3 separate regions of the Pan troglodytes genome follow, and all the other regions are linked to region 3. The links are chromatin contacts, called in public HiChIP or PLAC-seq maps. All regions are on one chromosome and are shown on one strand. The core of a region is the stretch at or near the end of the contact, and the rest is flanking DNA. Distances in the headings are between cores, read along the strand shown.

What was found. HiChIP or PLAC-seq counts read pairs in DNA pulled down with a chosen protein or histone mark.
Region 1: an H3K4me3 HiChIP or PLAC-seq map of stem cell-derived excitatory neurons shows a contact between it and region 3, with 2.2 times the contacts expected there. The contact joins the promoter of TMEM214 here to the promoter of DPYSL5 in region 3. A contact is called at or near these places in 3 of 7 Hi-C or Micro-C datasets (blood and induced pluripotent stem cells) and 1 of 1 datasets of contacts at active chromatin or transcription factors (stem cell-derived excitatory neurons).
Region 2: a contact with region 3 is called in an H3K4me3 HiChIP or PLAC-seq map of stem cell-derived excitatory neurons, with 2.7 times the contacts expected there. The contact joins the promoter of EMILIN1 here to the promoter of DPYSL5 in region 3. A contact is called at or near these places in 1 of 7 Hi-C or Micro-C datasets (stem cell-derived neural progenitor cells) and 1 of 1 datasets of contacts at active chromatin or transcription factors (stem cell-derived excitatory neurons).

What each region holds. Positions count from the first base shown.
Region 1 is chr12:95,822,496-95,826,552 of NHGRI_mPanTro3-v2.0_pri, forward strand. TMEM214 (transmembrane protein 214) reads right to left here and starts at 1,518. Exons shown (of 16, transcript XR_010149175.1): 1 at 1,264-1,518; 2 at 168-367.
Region 2 is chr12:95,775,862-95,780,060 of NHGRI_mPanTro3-v2.0_pri, forward strand. It overlaps EMILIN1 (elastin microfibril interfacer 1), which reads right to left and starts at 2,511. Exons shown (of 8, transcript XM_515351.8): 1 at 1,830-2,511; 2 at 795-914; 3 at 113-333. The coding sequence starts at 1,999.
Region 3 is chr12:96,005,726-96,010,239 of NHGRI_mPanTro3-v2.0_pri, forward strand. DPYSL5 (dihydropyrimidinase like 5) reads right to left here and starts at 3,128. Exons shown (of 13, transcript XM_003308916.6): 1 at 2,721-3,128.

The DNA of each region.
Region 1 (4,057 bases), core at 268-2,767, 180 kb before region 3:
AGGCATTCTGTTCCCCTGGGGTTTCCATCTTTTCCTGAACTCCTCTCAACCCTTAAAGTGTTTCAAATCCCATAGGATCTCAGCTGCCCATCCACCTCCCCCTCCTCTCATCTTCTCTAAATCTCAAGCCCCCATTCTTTCTGCGTCTCATGTCTAGGCACACTCACAGCTTTCAGTGCTTCCTCCAGGCCGCGGAAGCGGCCCTGCTTCTGGTTTTGGTTGGGAGGAGTTGCCACCTTCTTTGGCTGCTTCTTGTTCCCTGGTTTCTTAGGCTCCACAGCAGGGGGTGGGACCTGCTCCTTATTCTGCCGCTTCATGATATTCTCAAAGCCCCGCTCATAAAGGGTGCTTGTGGTCTGGATTGCAGCTGGGGTGAAGATAGGTAGAGAAAGGCAGGCCACCCTTGAGTCCCCAAGGCCTCACCTATCAGTGGTCCCTTTCCCCACACTGCCACCTAATTCATCTCCAGGGAAGAGCCTGTCTCAAAGTCCCTTCCTCTTGGACTGCTTAAGGAGCAGGGCAGGCTGTTCTCCTGGTAGCTTCTTTCATTACAGCTCTCGAGTCTATGGGCTCTTTCATAAAGATGGGGCAGTTCTTCATTAGACAAATCAGAGTATGTAGGAACAAGCAGAGAGGTTGGATATAGAGGTTTGCCTTATTCAGTGAGTGGCTACTAGTCTGGGAAGACAAGCTTTTTCCATCTTGGTCCTACCCTAACGCCTCTTGGTTCCGACATGACAACTCTATAACCAACAAGTGGCAATTTTCTCCACTCCTCAGTGGAAGAACCAGGTGTCACTTATAATTCCTGGTGAGTGTTGAGTGTGTGGCGGTCATTTCTCCCACTGCTGGGCCTCCTGTCCCTTCCTCCATGACCTGGTTACTTAAAGAGGGGGCACCGTGTATAATGATCCACAGTACCTCTTCAAAGCTCAGACACCTGCCCAGAGAGACCAGCTAGGGCCCTGGGCAGCTGGGAGAGTGTGTGCAGTGAACTGAGCGTCTGAGGACCGGAATCCTAGCCCCTCTGACACATGACCCTGGCCAAGGTATCCAACTTCACTGGGCCTCAGTTTACTCATCTGGGAGGTGAGGACCGCAACCTTCCCTGGAGCTGTCTGCCTCCCGTGAGGCTCCAAACAGACAACGCAAGCGTGGCGCTCGGGGATGTGCCTGCGAGCTCGCGCCCAGGTTCTGGGAGCGGCTCGCTGCGACCCTGCCGGACAGGCCTGGGGTAGGCGGCGGGACAGGGCGGGTACTCACGGGTCAGGTCGTATTTCCACACTCCGTTTGCTTCCCCGAGCGCCCTGCGTTTCCTGCCGCCGCCTCGGCCGCCGGCGCCGGCGCCGGCCCCAGGCCGCCGACCCTTCTTCACTACCTCCCACCGCCCCACGCCCGCCGTCTTGGTCGCCATGGCTAGCAGCCCTCCCTCCTCAGCCACTTCCCCGGCTTTCCGGTCCGGCGCGGGCGCGCCGCACTCTGCCACGTCTCCTCGCAGGACCGCGCGCCCGGCGCTCGGCGCCCGCCGCAAGGCAGCCTGGGACTTGTAGTCCCTCTCCTGGGCCGGGCTCTCCTGGGCCGGGCTCTCCTGAGCGAAGAGCATCGGGAAGAGGCTTCCGCGGCAGCCTGCGGCCCCCGCCCAGGCGAAGAGGCCGGGAGGAGAGGAGATTCCCTTCTGAGAACGTTCATTGAGCGTCGATGTGAAGGCCACGGCATTGAGAGACTTGGTAGAACTGCTTCTGTTTTTCTTTCCTTTATTGATCAATTGATTGATTGATTGACAGGGCCGCGCTCTGTCGCCCAGACTGGAGTGCAGTAGCGCGATCTCAGCTCACTGTAACTTCCGCCACCCAGGTTCAAGCGACTCTCGTGCCTCAGCGTCCCGAGTAGCTGGGACTACAGGCTCCCGCTGCCAAGCCCAGCTAATTTTTGTATTTTTAGTAGAGACGGGGTTTCGCCATGTTGGCTAGGCTGGTCTCGAACTCCTGACCTAAAATGACCCACCCCACCCCCACCCCTCAGCCTCCCAAAGTGCTGGGATTACAGGCGTGAGCCACGGCGCCCGGCCACTGTTTTTCTTTCCTTTCTTGTAGAGCTGGAAGGATGGAAGGGAAGTAGTGCTCCTCATCTCTAGGGAGAGTTTGAAGATTAAATGCTTCCTTCCTTCTAGGAAAGTGCTGGCTTTACTGTTGCTGGTGATTAAACCTCGGGTTTAATGGGCTATACAAATCTATTGCCAAAGAACAAGGAAGAGGATGGGGGCTTGAGGAAAGGGCAGAGTGTGGGGGAGCTGGGGTAGGAGGTGGAGAATGGAGAATAATTTTTTTTTTTTTTTGAGACAGGATCTTGCTTTGTCGCCCAGGCTGGAGTTCAGTGGCGCGATCACGACTCACTGCAGCCTCAACTTCTAGGGCTCAGGTGATCCCCCACCACGGATCACCTGACCCACCACCACCCCCGGCTAATCTTTGGTATTTTTTGTAGAGACGGGGTTTTGCTGTGTTGCCCAGGCTGATCTCAAACTCCTGGGCTCAGTGATCCACCCTCTTCAGCCTCCCAAAGTGCTGGGATTACAGGAGTGAGCCACTGCTCCCGGCCTCTGAGTTCTTCTCATGGGAGGCTGAGAAAAGTCTGGGGGTCTGGGACAGCCAGGGCCGGGTTTCCCCTTCCAGGCAATGAGAAAGAACAGGCTCTGCCTCCCACCACAAGAGTCAATCCCAAGTTCCAGATGTGTCAGGGAAGCGATGGAGAGCCCCAGACTTGAGGCATCTGCAGACAGGTTCCTGCTCAGACATCCGCGTGGAGGGTGTTAGTATCCTGGGAGCCTTCAGAACCTTGAAGCATGCCAGCAGAGGAGAATGAGGGAAGATAAAATCAAAGTGACTTATCACAATTAAGGAAATGTGCTATTTCATGTACAACTGTGTGTGAGGATGAGATTCCTACCTGCCATACTGAGGTATTATGGTAAGAACTAAGAGAGTCCAAATTCCTACAGGATGAACAGCTGAGGGAGCGATGCATTCCTTAGGAAGGAGTTTAGCTTCCCGAAGGAGATGGCAGCTGAGATGGGTTCTGAGAAATAGCATTTTCATTGGTTCCCCGGGCGCCGTGGCTCACGCCTGTAATCCCAGCACTTCGGGAGGCCAAGGTGGGTATCACCTGAGGTCAGGAGTTTGAAACCAGTCAGGCCAACATGGTGAAACCCCATCTCTACTAAATACAAAAAAGTAGCCGGGTATGATGGCGCAGGCCTATAATCTCAGCTACTTGGGAGGCTGAGGCAGGAGAATCGCTTGAACCTTGGAGGCGGAGGTTGCAGTGAGCCGAGATTGTGCCACTGCACTCCAACCTGGGCAACAAGAGCTAAACTCTGTCTCAAAAAACCCAAAACAACAACAACAACAAAAAACAAAATTGAATGTTCACTGGCTGAGGGTTAGGGTGGGTGGAGAGAAAATGCCAGTTGTGTGGATCTGTTGATGTAAAACAAAGGCCTAGAGGGTGGTAAACTGGAAGCAGTTCAATGGGACAGTGCTTGATGGGACTTTGGAGGTGATGAGGTTTGATATAGTTTGGATTTTTGTCCCTGCCCAAGTCTCATGTTGAATTGTAATCCCCAGCGCTGGCAGTTGGGCCTGGTGGGAAGTGTTCGGATCATGGTGGTGGATCCCTCATGGTGGATCCCAGTTCTCATGAGATCTGGTCATTTAAAAGTGTGTGGCACCTCCCCACCACCTCTCTCTCTTGCTCGCTTGCTCGCTCCTGCTTTTACCATGTGATGTGCCTGCTCCCCCTTTGCCTTCCGCCACGATTGTAAGCTTCCTGAGGCTTCCCTAGAAGCAGATGTCAGCATTATGCTTCCTATACAGTCTGCAGAACTGTGAGCCAATTAAACTTCTTTTCTTATAAATTACCCAGTCTAGATGTTTCTTTATAGCAATGCAACAATAACCTCTTATGAGTTTGGAAAGGGATCTGAGCCCATATGCTAAGGAACTTGCCTGCCAAATCTGGACTTTATCCTTCAGGCCCTGGGAGACCAGTGAGAGGGTGG
Region 2 (4,199 bases), core at 1,261-3,760, 230 kb before region 3:
TCTCTCTGGCATAGAGCCAGAGAAGACTCCCCCAGCAGCCTGGCCCCACATTTCCCATTGCATTGGATCACCATTTGGAACTTGCCACCCTCGCAGCAGCTCCCACACTCACCTTCTCCCCCCAGTCCACTGAGGGGGCTGCCTGCACTGGAGCCAGAGAGGTTGGGGCGGGCAGGCCGGGGCAGGGGCCGTGGTGTGGAAGACGCAGGCCCCAGCGCTGGAGCAGGACTCTCAGCACAGTCATCGCCCCCATAACCCTGACAGCACCTCCACTCCATGTCGGTCACTGTCTTGTAGGCCACACGGTAGCGAGGGCGGAGGAAGCGGCGGTACCTGGCAGAGGCAGAAGGAGGCCTCTTTATTCCTCCCTGTACTGTCAGTGACCCTGGTCCCTGTCCTCGGGGGTGGGCAGCTGCTGGTGGGCATGGCCTGTCCCTCAGGCTGGGTCCCTCTTACTGTCCAACATGTGGCCTTGCTTAGCTGACAGCTGTCAGCTTTTTGGCCAAGGGTTAAATCCCTGCTCTTCCTTCCCTTGCCCTGTGCTGGAACCTTGAACTCCTCTGCTTGAGCCTGAGCCATCCCAGAGAAGGCATCTGGGGCTGGCACGTGAGGCAGGTTTGCCCTCAGTCTCCCACCAGCCAAACTGTGGTCTCAGTATCTCCTCAAAATGGCTGTGACCCTAGCCCCTGTCCTGCCCTCGCTCCCTGCTTCATACAGACTCCCTGAGTCAGCCACCCACCATCTGCCCTCACCCAGTTCCCACCAAGGGCCCGTTCCCCAGCCCTGGGACTCACATGATGCTTTGGGGACACTGGGGCTGGCCCCAGGCACAAGGCTGGTACTTGACATATGTCTCCACTCCATCCTCAAGGACACAGCTCACTGTCCGGGTCACCACATAGGCACACCAGTTCCTGTAGGTACAACCCCCTCTGGGTCCAAGGACCAAAGATCCACGCCCTGGAGGAGGGCCCAGGGGCTACCAGAGGGGCTGAAGAAGGCTCCAAAGATGCAGAGCCCTTGGGGATCAGTGAGAGCAAGGGCTTTGGCATGGCCACCCTCCCTATCCCCCACGCTTTCCTGTGTAGCAGAAGCAGATAAAGACTTTTCAAGATGGGGAGAGGCGCAGAATGGAAAACCACAGAGCAGTCAATCCTCATGGCGGTGGGGTCCCGGGGAGCCTCTGAATGTACACAATCATGTGTGTCCCTTTCTGGGCCTGTCTCAGTCCCCAGTTTGGCATGCTGTGTGTGCATAGCCAGCCCGGGCCCTGTGGGTGATCTGAACACTGGCTTCCACCCCACCCCTCCAGGAGAAGACGGGCAGGCCAGCTTGGGGTTAAGTAGAGAATAAGCCATTGATGAGCCTGCCCCTCTTGGGGATTGCAGTTCTATACTCCTGGCCCCATTCACGCCGGCCTCTGATCTGTGTCTGGCTGGAGGGCTGGAGGGAACAGAGCTGGAGTGGTGTCAGAATTATGGATTACTGGATGGGGCCAAGGGAGCCCTAGAAGGGGACAAAAGTTCTCCCTGAGGCTCTGGGGCTAGGATACAGAGGGCAGCTGGGAGGAAGGCCTGGCCCGGTCCCCTCAGGGTAGCTTCCCTGGGGCATGTGGGAGCGGACCCCCTAGGTGACCCAGGGAACATATGTGTTCAGGGGGTCCTGGAAAAGGCCCCGTGGGAAGGTGGGCATGTGAGGAGCCACCTGATGGATGGGCTTCTCACTCCCCCTCTGCCCTGCATTAGCGGACACAGCAGAGAGCCAGGCGGAGGTGGCATTCTGACCCCTTCCTCACCACCCAAGCCTCGGGCTGGGATCCAGACTCTTACCTGTGGCGGCTGGCTGGCCGGGGGGCAACCTGGGCCTGGGGGCCCCCGGGGCTGAGGGCCCCACTGGACCCTGTGTAGAGGCTGAAACCTCGAGGAGGGTAGCTGGCGGCCCCTGCAGCTGCCGTCAGCAGGCAGCAGAGGTAGCAGCTCCAGAGGGTGCGGGGGGCCATGGCGGGGCGCTCCACAGTGGCCCTCAGAGACTCATCCCGCCCAGCCACTGGCGCCTCTGCCGGCCCCGGGGATGCTGCTGCTCCACAGGACAGCCCGAGCCTGGCCCGTCCGTCCGTCCCAGTTTCCTGCTGATAGCTCCCGGCCACACGTCTTCTCCTTGGCTGCCTGGCCTGACCCCTCTCCCCTCCTCTTTCCTCCTCAGCTCCTGTCCGTCCCCTCTCGGTTCCTTCCGCTCTCCTCTTCACTTCTGAGGGGGTTTGTTCTCTGTGCCCCCTCTGGCCTCCCGCGCCTGGTCCCTGCCCCTCTCAGGAGCTGCGTCTCAGAAGTTGCCTCCTGGGCGTCTGCCCCCTCGTCCCAGCTGGCCCTCTTCTGGTCTCCCTGTCCTCTTTCCCTGATGACCGGATCCTGGGGGTGACAGGGCTTTGCCCCTGTGGCTGTTCGGAGGCGCGAGAGTGGCTGTGGGGCGGGCCCTGGCCTCCTCCTCCCTGCTGGCTCCCCTCCCTTCCCCCCTGTCTGGCTGGCGGTCCGGCCTCCCCCTTCCTCCCCCCACCTCTCCAACCATCGTGCGCCACATCTGCTTCTTGTTAACTCCGGGAAAGAGGGAAAAAAAAGGAAAAACAGAAATGTGGAGTTGCCGCCGGGCTTGAGGCCAGCCTCTCAGATGGGCCACATGGAGCCAGGGCCGAAGCTGGGAAGGAGGCCCAGGGCTGGTCACTCCGACTGGAAACAGGAGCCAGAGCCGCAGCTCCCCTGGGGCTGGAGCAGACCTCCCCTGGGGGAGAGGGCCCCAGAGAGGGAGCCCAGAGGGGAGGGTGGGAGGCAAGGACTGACTGGACAAGGGAGAATGAACTCGGAGGGCTCAGCAGGCCTTCACTCACCGTCTAGTCTAGCAGTCTCCTTTTAGAGATGTGAAAATTGAGGTCAGAGTGGGAGAGTGACTTGTCCAAGGTAACACAGCAAGTCAATGGTGAGGCTGAGAACACACACTAAATACCAGGTCAGTGACTTGGGAGAAAGGAGGAGAGGAGAATGTGCTGCTGGGCCAGGGAGGAAAAGGTCAAGGACTCCACTGAGGCAGATGGGAAATCCACAGATGACAGAAGAGGAAGAAAGGGCCAGGTGTGGTGGCTCACGCCTGTAATCCCAGCTCTTTGGGAGGCTGAGGTGGGCAGATCACAAGGTCAGGAGTTCGAGACCAGCCTGACCAACATGGTGAAACCCCATCTCTACTAAAAATACAAAAATTAGGCATGTTGGCACACGCCTGTAATCCCAGCTACTCAGGAAGCTGAGGCAGGATAATCGCTTGAACCCGGGAGGAGGAGGTTGCAGTGAGCCAAGATCACACCACCGCACTCCAGCCTGGGCGGCAGAGCGAGACTCTGTCTCAAAAAAAAAAAAAAAAAAAAAAAAAAAAAAGAACAGAGGAGGAAGAAAAGCACCTGGCAATGGGGAGCAGGCTTCTGTCAAGCGGTAGAGGGCACGTGGGCAGGAAGAGAAAGAACCTTTCTTAAAGGGATAAATGAAAATGGGTCCTGGGCTTGTTTTGGTGATGGTCAGGCCATAACTGGATGAGGGTGGCGGTGAGGTAAATTGGGACCTATCTTTAGAGCACCAAAGGAAGTCAGTCCCTGGCCTGGAGGCAAGTCTGATAGCTCTCAGTGACAGGCAAAGAGCCGTCAGCCTGACCTGAAAGTTCCACCTGTGCCATCTTGATCTAAAAGCTTGGTCCCCGTCACCATCTGACCCGCAGCTCTTGACCGGGGTCTCCAGGTGGTGGGATGCTTGGGAGAAAGAAACAGAAGCACTAGACAGAAAGGAGACAGGAGAATGCTGTGTGCCAGGCACTGCGGAGGTGCCCAGGTAGCAAAGGCATAGGTAAGACCCAGACGCTGTCCACTAAGGAGCAACTGAGGTTGTTGGAGAATGGGACACAAGCCCCCAAACAGAGAACCATCACAAGCCAGGACAGAAAAAGTGCCAAGGGGCAGGACAGAGGGATGATGTGTGTTCCAGCTAGGAGGAGGGAAAAGACACCTGGCTGCTGGAGACAGTCAGAGGAGAGGCTGGAAAAGACAAAAGCTGAACAGCATTGGGGTGGGGGTGGGGGTAGGGGGCAGGAGTCAAGAACAGAGACAAGGCAAGGAGAGAGATTTCAGGCTCAGGAAGAGCGGTCTGCCTCAGTCTCCTCAGCTGTAA
Region 3 (4,514 bases), core at 1,878-4,377:
ATATACATATTAATATATACATATATATAATTCAGTTAAAATATAGTTAAAAACAACCAATGAGCAATGTTCCAGCTAGTCCTTCCAGACCAGTTTTGTAAATTCTGTGAGGCACCTCCTCAAAACACCATCCTTTAAAACCAGCAAGACATAGCCTACTGCTGACTCCCTATGGCCAGAAAGGACACTCAGACAAGAGGCCTTCACTTTGACAGCTATCATCTGTCCTGGGCAAAAGCCAACAGCCACAGCACAGTCCTTCACCTTACACACTAATCTTGTTAAGAAAGCAAATCCTGAGATTTCAAGGCTGGGTTAAGAGAACCAACAGGTTCTCAGTTAACTTAGTGGCAAATATAAGTGGCATCAATGAGTTCTACAATGCCAAGTATCGTCCAGTCTGGGAACAAAAACATTCCTGCCTTTTTTTTAATGAATGGCAATTTAAAATGATAACTTTATGCTAAAGATTCACCTTTAACTTGTCATCTAACCAGTTATCAAAGCAACAGTGCAACACAGAATTCTGGCTTTGGGTGTCACTTCACATGTCAAGGCGCTGCAGCGGTGACTTGCAAGGTGTTTAGACGGCGGGCGAGAGGCTGAGTGCGTGGAAAGCCCTGCTGAAAGCCTGTTTTAAGCTTCCATTCGGTTCATCTGCTTTCCCACGGGCAAGCAGCGCCTATCACAGAGCTACCCCAGTCTTAGGTCAGCAGACAATATGGGCGAAGTCTGCAAGAGACGCACTGGCTTGGGTGTGGTCACTGGCAAAGAAAAGCACTGGTCCCCTAGCAGCGGCTCCCAAACCTAGAGCCTCACCCTTGCGGGATCATTTCCACCCGCTTCTCCGCAATTTGACCACAATCCGCACCAGCCCTTACGGCTCCCCCTGAGAAAGCACAGCTGCAGCCCCTAGACTCCGGCCGCCTCGGCAGACAAAGCCGCTGCTCGGGGGAACCCGCGCTGCACCGAGGCGACCTCCAGTCTTTGGCACCTGCGTCGCCGCCCGGCAGCTCCGCGCCGCTAACCACGCCGCGTCTCGGCAGCGGGTGGACAGCGCGGGGCGGGCGGCGGCGCTGCACCAGAAGGCACCCGAGCCGGAGTCGGGGGGTGGCTGTCTGCAGGCCCCCAGGCCGGGGGAGCGCCTCCTACACGGGATTCCCGGCGTGGCCAGGCCCCCATACAACCCCAAAGCCAGCACGTGCCCGGAGGTTCCGCAGGGAGTATTCCCAGCACCAGAAAACTGCACCCTCGCGTCCTGGGTGGCCCTGGTTTGTCGTCGGGTGGACACCAGGGTCGGCTATTGTTCTCCGGGTCTCCCCGAAGGGAGACCCGCCTCCCTGGCAGCACCTGCTGCTGGGCAAAGCCTTTCAGCTCCTCGAGAAAAGGGCGTGCCGTGGGCGCCGCGGAAGATCACAAAACCCTAAGTGAGTCGCTACCGGCTGGTTTCAAGCCTGGAGACAAAGCTCCTCACCAAGCCAGCCCAGCCCGGTCCCGGATCTGCCATCCTGGGTCCCTACCCCCGGTCCGAGGGCCACGCCCAGCCGGCCACCTGGGCCGCGGGGCCCCACGCCTGGAGCTGAGGACCCTCGGGCCCGAGACCGCCTCTCAGCTGCTTGCCCCTCCATCCTCGGGAGGCTCCCCTTCCCAGGAGGCCCCCCTCCCCCGCACAGCGCGGGTCTTCTCCTCGCTCCCGTCCTCCCTCCTCAAACCCAGGCGGCCTCCACCCGCCTGCATCCCTCCTCCCCTCCCCATTCTTCAGCAGAACCAGCCTCGCCGGGCGCCACCTGCACCGAGCTCCTTCCCTCGTTCTTCGGACCCGCCCCCGCCCCTTCTCTTTCCTCCTCAAACCCTAGTTCCCACTCCCTGCTCCCCGAGACCCACTACCTGTCCTAACCCAGCTCCCCAGCCTTCCCCATCCCCATCTTTTCTCAACCGAGGCCTCCCCTCGCCCTCTCCCGGCTTCTCTCCAGCTCAGACTACAGCCCCGTCCCCAGGCCCGGGGCGTCGACGTCGGTGCCCGCTGAGATCGATGCTGCAAGGCGGGCTCCCACGCTGGGCTCCAGCCGAGGGACCCAGCTCGGCGCCCGCTCCGGGCTGGGCAGCCGCAGGAGGCCTTTGTGGCTCAGGCGGGAGGTTCGGAGGCGGCGGGCGAGTCCTCTGCAGGCGTCCGCTCCGTTAGCCTGGCGGTGGAACAGACCGCCGGGTCGGGTCCAGGCTGGGCAGATCCCAGCTCGGAGGCGAGAAGGACGGAGGGTGTGTATCTGGGTGGTGTGTGGGACCGGGGACAGCGCAGATCCTGGGACCGGCAGGACTGGCCCCCGGCCAGAGGCGCCCCCGCCCAGCGCTCCAGCGGTCCACTGCACCGCGCCCGGCTAGGAAAGCGGCCCACTGCGTGCTAGGCGCGAAACCCCTCGGCCGAGCCGCCTCCTCACCCCAGGGCTTTGCAACCCCGCGAGCACGCATTAAACGCTTACTATGAGCAAGGCCCGGCACGGCGCTTCGTGGGCGTACAAAGAGGACCCCAAGAGCGCCCCGGCTTAGCCCCGATGGCCACCTCCCAACCCCAAACCACACCTCCCGCCGCGTCCCCTGCGGCCGGGCCCCAGGCTCACCCGGCTCCCCGCCCTTTTGTGCGCCTCACGCAGAAACAGAAGGGGGAGAGGAGGATTTCCTAGCCCGGGAGGGGTAAGCCCACCGACCCCCCTGCCATCACCCACTCCTCCGAGATGCTGCGGCCGCGGGGGCCCGTGGCTCGGTCCGTCTCCGTCTCGCCGCGGCGCCGGAGCTGCGGGTGCTCGGGGCGGCGGCGGCGGCTGCACGCGCGCTCGCTCGGGGGCCGCCTCAGCGCGCCCAGCGCGGGAGTCCAGAGTGGGGAGCGGGGGAGGGGCGCGTGTCGGGGGCTGGGAGCGGCCTCCGCCAATCACCGCGCGGCCGGCTCCTCCCGCCGCTCCCCACCTCAGCTAGCAGGTTAAGGGGAGGCGGGGACAGGCGGCGTCCCGCATCCTCGGCGCCGCGCGCCGCCGCCGCCTGGGGACTACAACTCCCGGCAGGCCCTGCTGCAGGGCCGGGGTCCGAGAGCGGACGGAGGGCGCGGCCGGAGAACTCACCGACCCCCCTAGCACCCGGCTCCGCGTTCCCTCGGGTTTCCATGGCGACTCAGGACACCACAAAGCCTGGACGCGCTGAGGCACGGGTCCCCGGGGAGGGCCGGGGGCGGTTCCGGAGGACACCCCGCCTCCCCTCCCCCAGCTGGATCCCACCCCAGGGACTGAAACAATGCCGCGGCCCCCTCTCCCGGGCTGCGGCCGCGCTGCCCTCCGCCGCAGGACCCCGCCGAGGCCGCCTGGTTCGCGCCAAGACCGGCTCCGACGCCCGCGAGATTGCAGGATGCAAAGGGCCGGGTGGGCGTTATAGGAAAACTGTTCTCATGAACAAAGTGGACGGCCACTTGGGGCCACCGCAGTTCGCATCTGCACCCGGTGAGGTCTCGAACCCGGAGTGCGTTCTCTCCACTGAGAAGATTTTGCCCAGCGCCACGCGGGTGCTTCCCTGTCCAGAGCGCTCAGGCCCAGTGCCTGTCTTATTTCTGGCTTCTGTCAAGGGACAGCGAAGCCTTTGGAAATTATTTATAACCCAATTTACATTCGCTTCACCTGTTTCTTCATGTTTAAATACATACATAATTTACCAAAATAAACAAATCTAAAAAAGGAGAGGAAGGATCATCCCCGGTTTGTCCCACCTCCCTAGCTAATCCCGGTTCAAGCCTTTGCCATTGATCTGTGTTATTTTCTGCAGTTGTAATAATAGTTTGGATTAGTCATTTGCCTCTTTGCACTTAATGTCACTCCAAAGGCGTTGCGATGCGCGTTAAAATGCAGCATCAAGGACCCCCAAGCTGCAGCTGCAGAATCCCTCCCTCCCCGGGCTCCCCGGCGATCCGGTGGGGAGAGGAGTCCCCTGGCAGCCATGGCCTCGTGAGGTGGTTCTCTTTGCAGGATACTTTCAAACAAAATGGTGTTCACTACTCCGGGGGCGTGGAGGGGGTCCCCTCTCCCCATCTCAGCAAAATCTACCCGGGCGCAGGACCCGCAGAGCCCGCCAAGGCGGGGTTCCCTGCCGTCCTTCCCCAGAGAGCTTAGGGCCTGGACCAGGCCAGGCTGGCCTTTGAGGGATGCATTTCTGGATTACCCCACCCCTGAGTCTGCACTCCTTCTCCCCTTCCCAACTCCCCTCTGCTTGGTAAGCAGAGAGCAGGGAGCCCCCAGAGGAACCTCAAAGCATCCCCAACCCAGTGCAGCCCGGGATGTGGCTGTGAAAACTGCTCCAGCTTGGGGCACTGCCCTATGGATTCTCCAGGGCTTGCCCGGACAGGGATGTAGGCAAAATGGACTGGGCTGCAGGGAGGTGGCGTGGAGCTGCCAGCGGCCTCCCGGCGGCGGGGTTCCGAGACTACCGCGCGCGGGCGGTGCTGCGCTTTTCGCTTAAGGGAGAGAGAGCCCTCTAGTGAC